Regions from separate parts of the Dromaius novaehollandiae genome. Here region 1 is linked to region 2. A link is a contact called in public Hi-C data. All regions are on one chromosome and are shown on one strand. The core of a region is the stretch at or near the end of the contact, and the rest is flanking DNA. Distances in the headings are between cores, read along the strand shown. Region 1 holds the start of INTS11 (integrator complex subunit 11). Region 2 holds the start of AURKAIP1 (aurora kinase A interacting protein 1).

The links. Hi-C and Micro-C count contacts between places; a contact is called where the count stands out from the background.
Region 1: a contact with region 2 is called in a Hi-C map of brain, with 2.6 times the contacts expected there. The contact joins the promoter of INTS11 here to the promoter of AURKAIP1 in region 2. A contact is called at or near these places in 2 of 4 Hi-C or Micro-C datasets (brain and ovary).

Annotation. Positions count from the first base shown.
Region 1 is chr24:3,799,879-3,803,595 of bDroNov1.hap1, reverse strand. INTS11 (integrator complex subunit 11) reads right to left here and starts at 1,545. Exons shown (of 18, transcript XM_026100639.2): 1 at 1,446-1,545; 2 at 636-822. The coding sequence starts at 663. It overlaps CPTP (ceramide-1-phosphate transfer protein), which reads left to right and starts at 1,610. Exons shown (of 2, transcript XM_026100664.2): 1 at 1,610-1,798; 2 at 1,912-3,717. The coding sequence starts at 1,677. The coding sequence ends at 2,434.
Region 2 is chr24:3,597,686-3,601,618 of bDroNov1.hap1, reverse strand. It overlaps AURKAIP1 (aurora kinase A interacting protein 1), which reads right to left and starts at 1,360. Exons shown (of 4, transcript XM_026100667.2): 1 at 1,129-1,360; 2 at 385-476. The coding sequence starts at 436. LOC112983494 (a long non-coding RNA gene) reads right to left here. Exons shown (of 3, transcript XR_010392760.1): 3 at 2,908-3,933.

The DNA.
Region 1 (3,717 bases), core at 296-2,795, 200 kb before region 2:
TCACATGGAATGCAAAGTTCCCAGGGTTGTGGCCCACCCCAAATACTCTGCCTCTCAGTGAAAGCACAGATTTCCATAAGGCATCAGGAAGTCTGTTCTAAGCCAGAAAACTACTGACTAGGATAGAGCAGTTCTGCTTGGAACATCCGCTGCCCTCTCAGCACTTAAATGCATGTCAACAGCTTCTGTGCAACTCACAAAATAATGAAAAATTTGCTTTCCACGGAACTCTAGCTCCATTAAGTTTACTAACGCTCTATCCATCCTGTACAATACTACAATAAATAACAAAAGACCTCCATAGTACTATATATGCTCTACAAGCCCTTTACCACCAATATCTATTAATGAATCTTTTCATTTAAAGATAGGGTTTGCAGACTCTATTTGAGTCATACTTGTTTGAACAGCAAAACGAGGACAATGACACCTCTAGGCTGCCCAAACATAACATACTTAAGTATACCACTATGACTAGTTTTTGTGGCAGGGAAAGGCACATATATCCCCAGCAGACTAAAATATGTTATTTCTAGCTCTAAATTTCAATTCTAACTTGTTTCTTTTCAAGGAAATCACAGCATACAAAGCTTTTCAGCATTTCTATTTTAAGACCATTTTAGGTTTGGACTTACCCAAGGGAGTGACTTTTATTTCAGGCATTTTAACAAACTCTAGATTTCAAGCAATACGATAAATTCTTTCAGAGATAGTTTCATGAGGGCCATAAAGTCAAGAGAAGATTTAGCCTTTATTCACAGCCACCACTACATTTCTTTTTCAGTATCAGATAGAAAACTTCAGCTGAGGCCTCATTTCTTCCTAGAGGAAAGACAGACAGACAACACACATGAGATAAATGCACGCATTACTAGCTTCTCCTAGAAATTCATGTCTGTTTGGCTTCAGTAATAATAGTCACGTTTTTTTACGCTCCTTGAAAGCACGTATCAATTCCTTTGTGTTGAGATCACCTTTAATCTTCAGACCATCTCAGTGTCAGAAGCCAGGCACCACTTATGCCCTGGAGACAGCAAACGCTAAGGGCTTTCATAGGCTCGATGCCCATCGGAAGGCTGCTGTGAGGAAAGGGCTCCTGCTCCCTACCTGAGGAGCGGCCAGCCTTCAGGCTGGCATTACTCCCTCGTGCCGTCCAATGCCCTCTAGAAACAACTTCGGTGAGCCTGCTAGCCTGCATCCTGCTCCCCAACAGCGACCAGCGGTGACACCGCTCTCATCAGGCCAACACCTGCTGTCAGCAGCTGCCCGGCGACCCGAACAGGGCCGGCCCCAGCACCCCCAAGAGTCCTCAGGCCGCCCCACTCACCGGGCACCCCAGAGCGCACACTCACCCCTCACACCCCCCCCCCCCACCCCTCCCCTCCCCTCCCCCCCCCCTTCCCCTTCCTCGCACCGCGGCCCCACACCGTTCCAACGTCTCTCACCGCCCCGCCACCCGCGCTTCGCGACGCCTCCGCGCATGCGCGGCAGCCCGCCCTGCCCGGAACCAGACTGACGCAGGAACGGGACGCAACACCACTCGCGCTGTGGCCAATAGAGCCCCGCGACGCGCCCCACCGTCCCGCCCTCCTGCCCGAGGATTGGTCGGGCGGCGAGTGACGCACTGCCCGGCGCCTGCGGGAGGCGGTGCCGTCGTCCCCGGGCCCAGCGGGGCGATGGCGGGAGAGCAGGGCGCCTTCTGCCTCAGGGAGGTCCTCGTCACCTTTCATACGTGTGTCACGGAGCAGCGGGAGGTGCTCCTCGGCCCCTACCTGCGCGGCTGGAGGGGGCTCATCCGGTGAGTGACTGCGGGCGGCCGCTGCCCTCGGCGGCACCCTCCGCCCTGAGAGGGTGCGAGTCTGGCCGCCGGGGCCGCCGCCGCTAACGCGAGCCGGTCTCTCCCACACACAGGTTCCTGAACAGCCTGGGCGCCATCTTCTCCTTTGTTTCCAAGGACGCGCTGGCCAAAATACAGATAATGGAGAACTACTGCAGCGGCGAGCAGCAGGAGAAGTACCTGACACTCCAGTCCATGGTGCAGTACGAGGTGGCCAACGGGCTAGTAGATACCCAGAAGCGGTCAGAGCACCCTGACTCTGGTTGCCGGACCGTGCTACGCCTCCACAGAGCCCTGCACTGGCTGCAGATGTTCCTGGAGGGGCTGAGAACTGGCCAGGAAGACTCCAAGACATCTGTGATATGCACAGACTCTTACAATGCTTCTCTGGCTAACTACCACCCCTGGATTATTCGCAAGGCTGCTACTGTGGCCTTCCGTGCTTTACCTTCTCGAAATGCATTCCTTGAAATCATGAATGTGGGCACCCCTGAGGAGGCTGTTGTTATGCTGGGTGATGCCTTACCCCATATCTGCAATGTCTATGGGATCACTGAGGAGCTCTATGCCCAGCATAAGCTGCTTGACCTCCCTTGATGGAATGGACATTAAAAAGCAACTCCACATCCTGACAGAAATGAACTGTGACAGAAGTGAAAACTGTTTTCATACATACCTTAACTGATTCCCTGACCCTGTGGCACTCTTCCTTTCCTTTTCCAATGTAGAGGTAACAAACTGGCACACCTATTCAAGATGCCTCACTTCATAAGAAAAAAAAATATACACACACTCACACACACGCATCTTTGCCTGAGCTCTGCAGGAAGACAGAAATCTAATAGTTTGCTTAAAGGGGTTTCTTTTCTCCCTTCTCCTGGATTCACCTTCAAAACTGTAGCTAGGTTTTTTAGAAGTTGGTTGGTTTCTTTTTTTAAGCCAAACTGAGCTACTCTAGCAACTTCTGTGCATTTACATCAATAGTTAGGATCTCACGTGACTAAAATTCACGCATTAAAATTCAGGGTATAACTTCCTGATGTGGTATTCTGAACATGTTTACACTACATGTGAGCTCACTTTGCCACTTTGTTTACAAGCTGTCCCCCTGAATAGATCTGACCTTTTGCTCTCTGTTATGCTTTAACCTTGAAAACGTAATCCAGAGTAGTGTGTCTCTGAAAGGAAGCCCTTTTCCTGGTGGTCACAGACTCACCTGATGATTGCTGCTAATTCTGTACCACCTAGTTTTAAAGATGGAAATGGTGTTGCATTTTGTTGCAGTGAGATACTGTTCTTCCTTTGCACATGGCTCCATTAAGCAGGAACATTCTTTCTGTGTAGCTTCCCCTGCTCATTATTTTTCCTATGTTTTATGCTTCATGGGAATCAGAACAATTTTTAGTATGTACTACACAATACTATATACCCAGATAACGCTCCAAACTGTACTTCATCTGTTTTCAAGCTGTGCTTCTAAATTGTGTGTGTGTGTTTTTTGTTTTGTTTTTTTTTTTTAATGAATGTCATGTGCTTACAGAAATGACATCTCTGCCTGGGGAGAAATCCAAACTTGTTCTTTGAGTCACCACTTTGTGAATCTTATGGCTTCTATTTCAAATCAGTGCAAGTGACTTCTGTGCATGAAACATTGTATATTTATTTATATATATATGTGTACATACATAAAAATGTGTGAAATAAGTAAAATGAAGCTTACTTAGCTTTTTAAAAGCTGAAAAAATGCTATATTGGTATTTTAGGAAGACATGAATACTTGAGCACTTGGGAGAGGAGGGAGAAACCCACAAATTCTGTCACATATTTTGGCTGTATCTCTCAAACAGGAGGCACTTTGGCTAGTTTAACACTGCATGATT
Region 2 (3,933 bases), core at 111-2,610:
AATAAAGGAAGCTGCTTACAAGCAATCGTTTTCTCTCCATAAAATCAAGTAAGTCTTTTCTACTTACATTACCATAAGTCTATCTGCTAGAATTATGTTATTGAAAATTTTACTGTATAAGAAGTGTAAGGAAAGTGCAATTTGAAAAGACTGCAAACAGTTCTCTGTATTAAACCCTTCTGCTGCCAAGGAACCTCCTCATAAGTTTAACGGAAGTTAAAACAGAGCTACACAATAACAACAGACAAGACGAGAGACTTAGTAACATCCCAAGACTGAATCAACAACTTGACCACTCTTGCATTGCTTGATAGAAAAGGAACTTCTGGGAGCTTAATTATCCCAGAAAAAAACAGAAAAGTAGGTTGCTCAGTATCTATTTACCTGCAATTCGTGAAGCCTTCGCTAACTGGGAAGTCAGTTGTGATACTAACATATTTTTTTCACCTTCTTCACTCTTCTAGATTCAGTAGTGACTGTTAAAATAAGCACATTTATTCTATGTAGCAAACATGCTACTTCTGACAATTCAAAAAGAATCCTCTAAATTTAACTCAAAACCCCAAACAGATGGGCTGAGATGCTCTAAACATCCTTCTTGTTTGACCAACACACGGCTGTATTCTGCTGTAGGGGGCTGGCCCACAAGTACTTACAGCCCCATAGCTGCTTCACAGATGATTAATAGTTTCCACTGCTTCGAGTTTAAAAATAAGGCAACTTCAGGCCCAAGTCCCACTTGCATATTTCTGCCCAGCCCTGTAGTAACACGCTGTTTCCACAGCAGGAACTGGAGTGTCCCAAAAGCCATCTGCTACCTCAGGTCATCAGAAAGAGCAGCACGGCTTAACGCAGGGACGTGACTGACAAGAACCGGCTCACAGCCCCGCGCTGTGATGGCGGACGGCCGCCCTCTCCCCAGCCCAGCCAATGAAGCCCCCACAGCTCCCTCCACCTCGAAGGCCAACGCATACTGGAAGCGACTGGGGATCCTGACAGCACCCCCGCCCCTCGCAGGGCGCAGGGCGCAGGGCACAGGCCCCGGCCCCGGCCCCGGCCCCGGCCCCGGCCCCGGCTCCAGCCCCGCCGGCCTCCGCCATCACTCACCATCCCTACCCGTCCGCCCACCTCTTCCTCCGAGCTTCCGGCCGCCGCCGCTCCCGAGACTCCGCGCGCCGTCAGCACAGCGGCCCCAGCCGGCGCCCGCCGGCCCTGTCGCGACGAGGCCGCCGGGGCTCCGCGGCGCCGCGGGCCGGGGACGCCGCCGCGGGCCCGGCTCCCTGCGGCAGCCGCCAGCTTCCTTGCTGGCGCCAGGGCCGCCCGGGGCCCGCGGCTGCAGAGACGGTAGGAGGCGCGGCAAGGAGCAGCGCCACCAGCCGTTCAGGGGAAGGAGCCCCCCCGCCCCGGTTCAGCAGCCAGCTCCCAATCTCCTCCGCTTCTTCCAGGCTCTGGGGTGAACCAGACTGTCCCCTTTGCTCCTCAGCCCTTGCAGTTTGTCTGCCTCTTTCCAAGCAGAAAAGCACAGATCACAGGAGCTAAGGCAGGGAGACAGTACCTGAGGAGATGCTATCCGAATCTCCTCTCTTTTCAAGCACTTGTGGCCCAGATCAGATTTTTCCCCTCTCCTGAAGGGCTGGAAGAGGATGGCTTTTGGAAGACACTTTGTTCCTGCAGGTGGTAATTTAGACTGACATAGGTAAACAGCTGTGAGATAAAGCTACTTGCAGGTAGCACTCCCCTTGCTCAGAAAGAGCGTCTGTATTGACAGCCTGGGCTACAAAGCAGGCTCTGAACACATTGGAGCATAGCGGCACTGCAGGCCAGGCCAGCCATGAGCTGACTGCCCTCACCCTCCTCTGAGTCAGTTGGGCAGCAAACTCTCCAGGCCCTGCACCCTGCTGAGTCTGTTAGCAAACAGGGCATTGCATTTCCTTGCAATAGAGGGGCCGGGGAAGCACAGGGCTCCAGGTTTGGACTTAGTTTTGAGCTGGACTGTCTAGGGGAGGAAACAATTCTCATACATCTGAGCAAAGGCTTTTGCAAATAGGTCATGTGTTCCCCTCAGCTACTACTTCTCTCCTGCTCTCACACAGCTGTACTGTGGAGTAGGGCTTGTGTCCTTTGGCACTCATCTCGGCTGACTGCAGCAGGTACACCAGTTCCCTTTCTCCACCCAGCATCTGTTTGATTCAAACTAAATATCAAATATTTCAACCTAGCAGATTTGTACTGCTGCTATAGTTGCACTTCAGGATGGAAAGTCAATGGCTCTCAGCAGATAGAAAAAGCTCAACTTTTTTCATCTGTTCAGTCACAGCAGCACATAGCTAAAAATGTCAGAACACAGCAATGTAATGTAACAAACTGTTGTTACAATAAAATTTCACATCCCTGTCAATTCAGGGATTGCAGAAGGTAGTTAGGCACTTTTCCCTTACGCACCCTCAGATGCATCAGCGGGCAAGTCTCACAGTGGCTGCTGTCCAGGAACGACCACACCTGCCTCTCCCACCAACCTTGCTGCTGTTTGTCTTTCCTTACTTGGTACAGGAACCCACCATCTTGCCACAGCATGGAAGTGCCTCATCAGCTGACCTGAGGAATCCATGTTCGAGCCAATCCCATATTTCAAAGAACATTTTGCTTTCATCCCTACCTCAGCCAGAGCACAGGGATCTTTCACCAGCGGTGATCAGTATTTCAGAACACAGCAAAGGTCGGTCTCATTTTCAGGCAGACCCACCATATTAAACCCATCTAGTCTGAAGAAGACAGCAATGTCTAGAGTTGCTCCCAGAAAGGTAGCGGTACAGCTCTCTAGTCAGGGAAAGAAAGCTACAGACAGAAATTAGCTCAAGCAGTTCAGTAAACAGACACTTTGTTTAAACAAGACTTTATTGAAGACACTTCAGAAGTTTATGTACAGAACCGCATTCCCACCCCCATACCAGGGTGTTAGTCACCTGCTAGGAACAAAGGAAGTGTCTTGTGCAGCCAACCTGGGGACACTCAGCGAGCCTGCTGAGGAGTTTACAGAAGTGCCAAATTCATTTAATTTAGGGCAGGGCAATTTCAGCCTTGGCTCACTTAGCCTATAAGACTATATTGTACAAGAGTTGCTCTTGATCTCTGCCTCTACCTGCAAACACAAACTAAAGGACCTTTTCCAGAGAAGTGTCTCCAGCATACTGAAATCTGACACCCTATACTGGCCTAACTCTGAGGTCAGATCAATAACTTCTGTAGAGAAAGAGAGGCCCACTTTGGTTTTGTAAGTGAAGAGGAACCAGCCCCTGGATCTAACATACAGTTTTTAAACTCTAGTTGAGATGGTTCCAGGAGAGACCCATCATTATTCTGAACAGGGAAAACACTAGTATTAATAGCTTATGAGTAGGTGCTGTAGGAGAAACTGTATGCCTACTCTTGTCTATTTATACCAACTCAGTCTCTGGATGTGCCAAAACTAAACTGCACCTCTCACTGACTAGCATTACCATGTAGAGACCAGCATACCTTTTGTTGAGTTTCATGTCGGCTATTTTGCTTAGGCTGGAGAGCAGCACAGCTAAAAGGACACATACTTCATGTCATCAGTTCTTCTCTGAATGCCGAGTCCCTCTGAAGTGGGTCTAAATCAGAGGCATGACAGAGCACTTGCAAGCCTCATGGTAAGAGGTTGGCAGCCTTGCTCCAGAGGTACAGCTTTCACTGACCCCACTTCCACCCACATTAAGAACAAGAACAGCTCCTGCATCAGCCTATCCAGAGGGGTTCTGCATACCTCACCCCATCTTCTTAAGCTCAGGATGGTCTTTAACCCACAGGTCCACCCCCATCCGGTGAACGCTGCCTCAGGAAACCCACAAGCCTTTGCAATACTGTATGGGTAGCCCTTGAGGAGCATCTAATTTGCCTGGACCAGTTGCATGG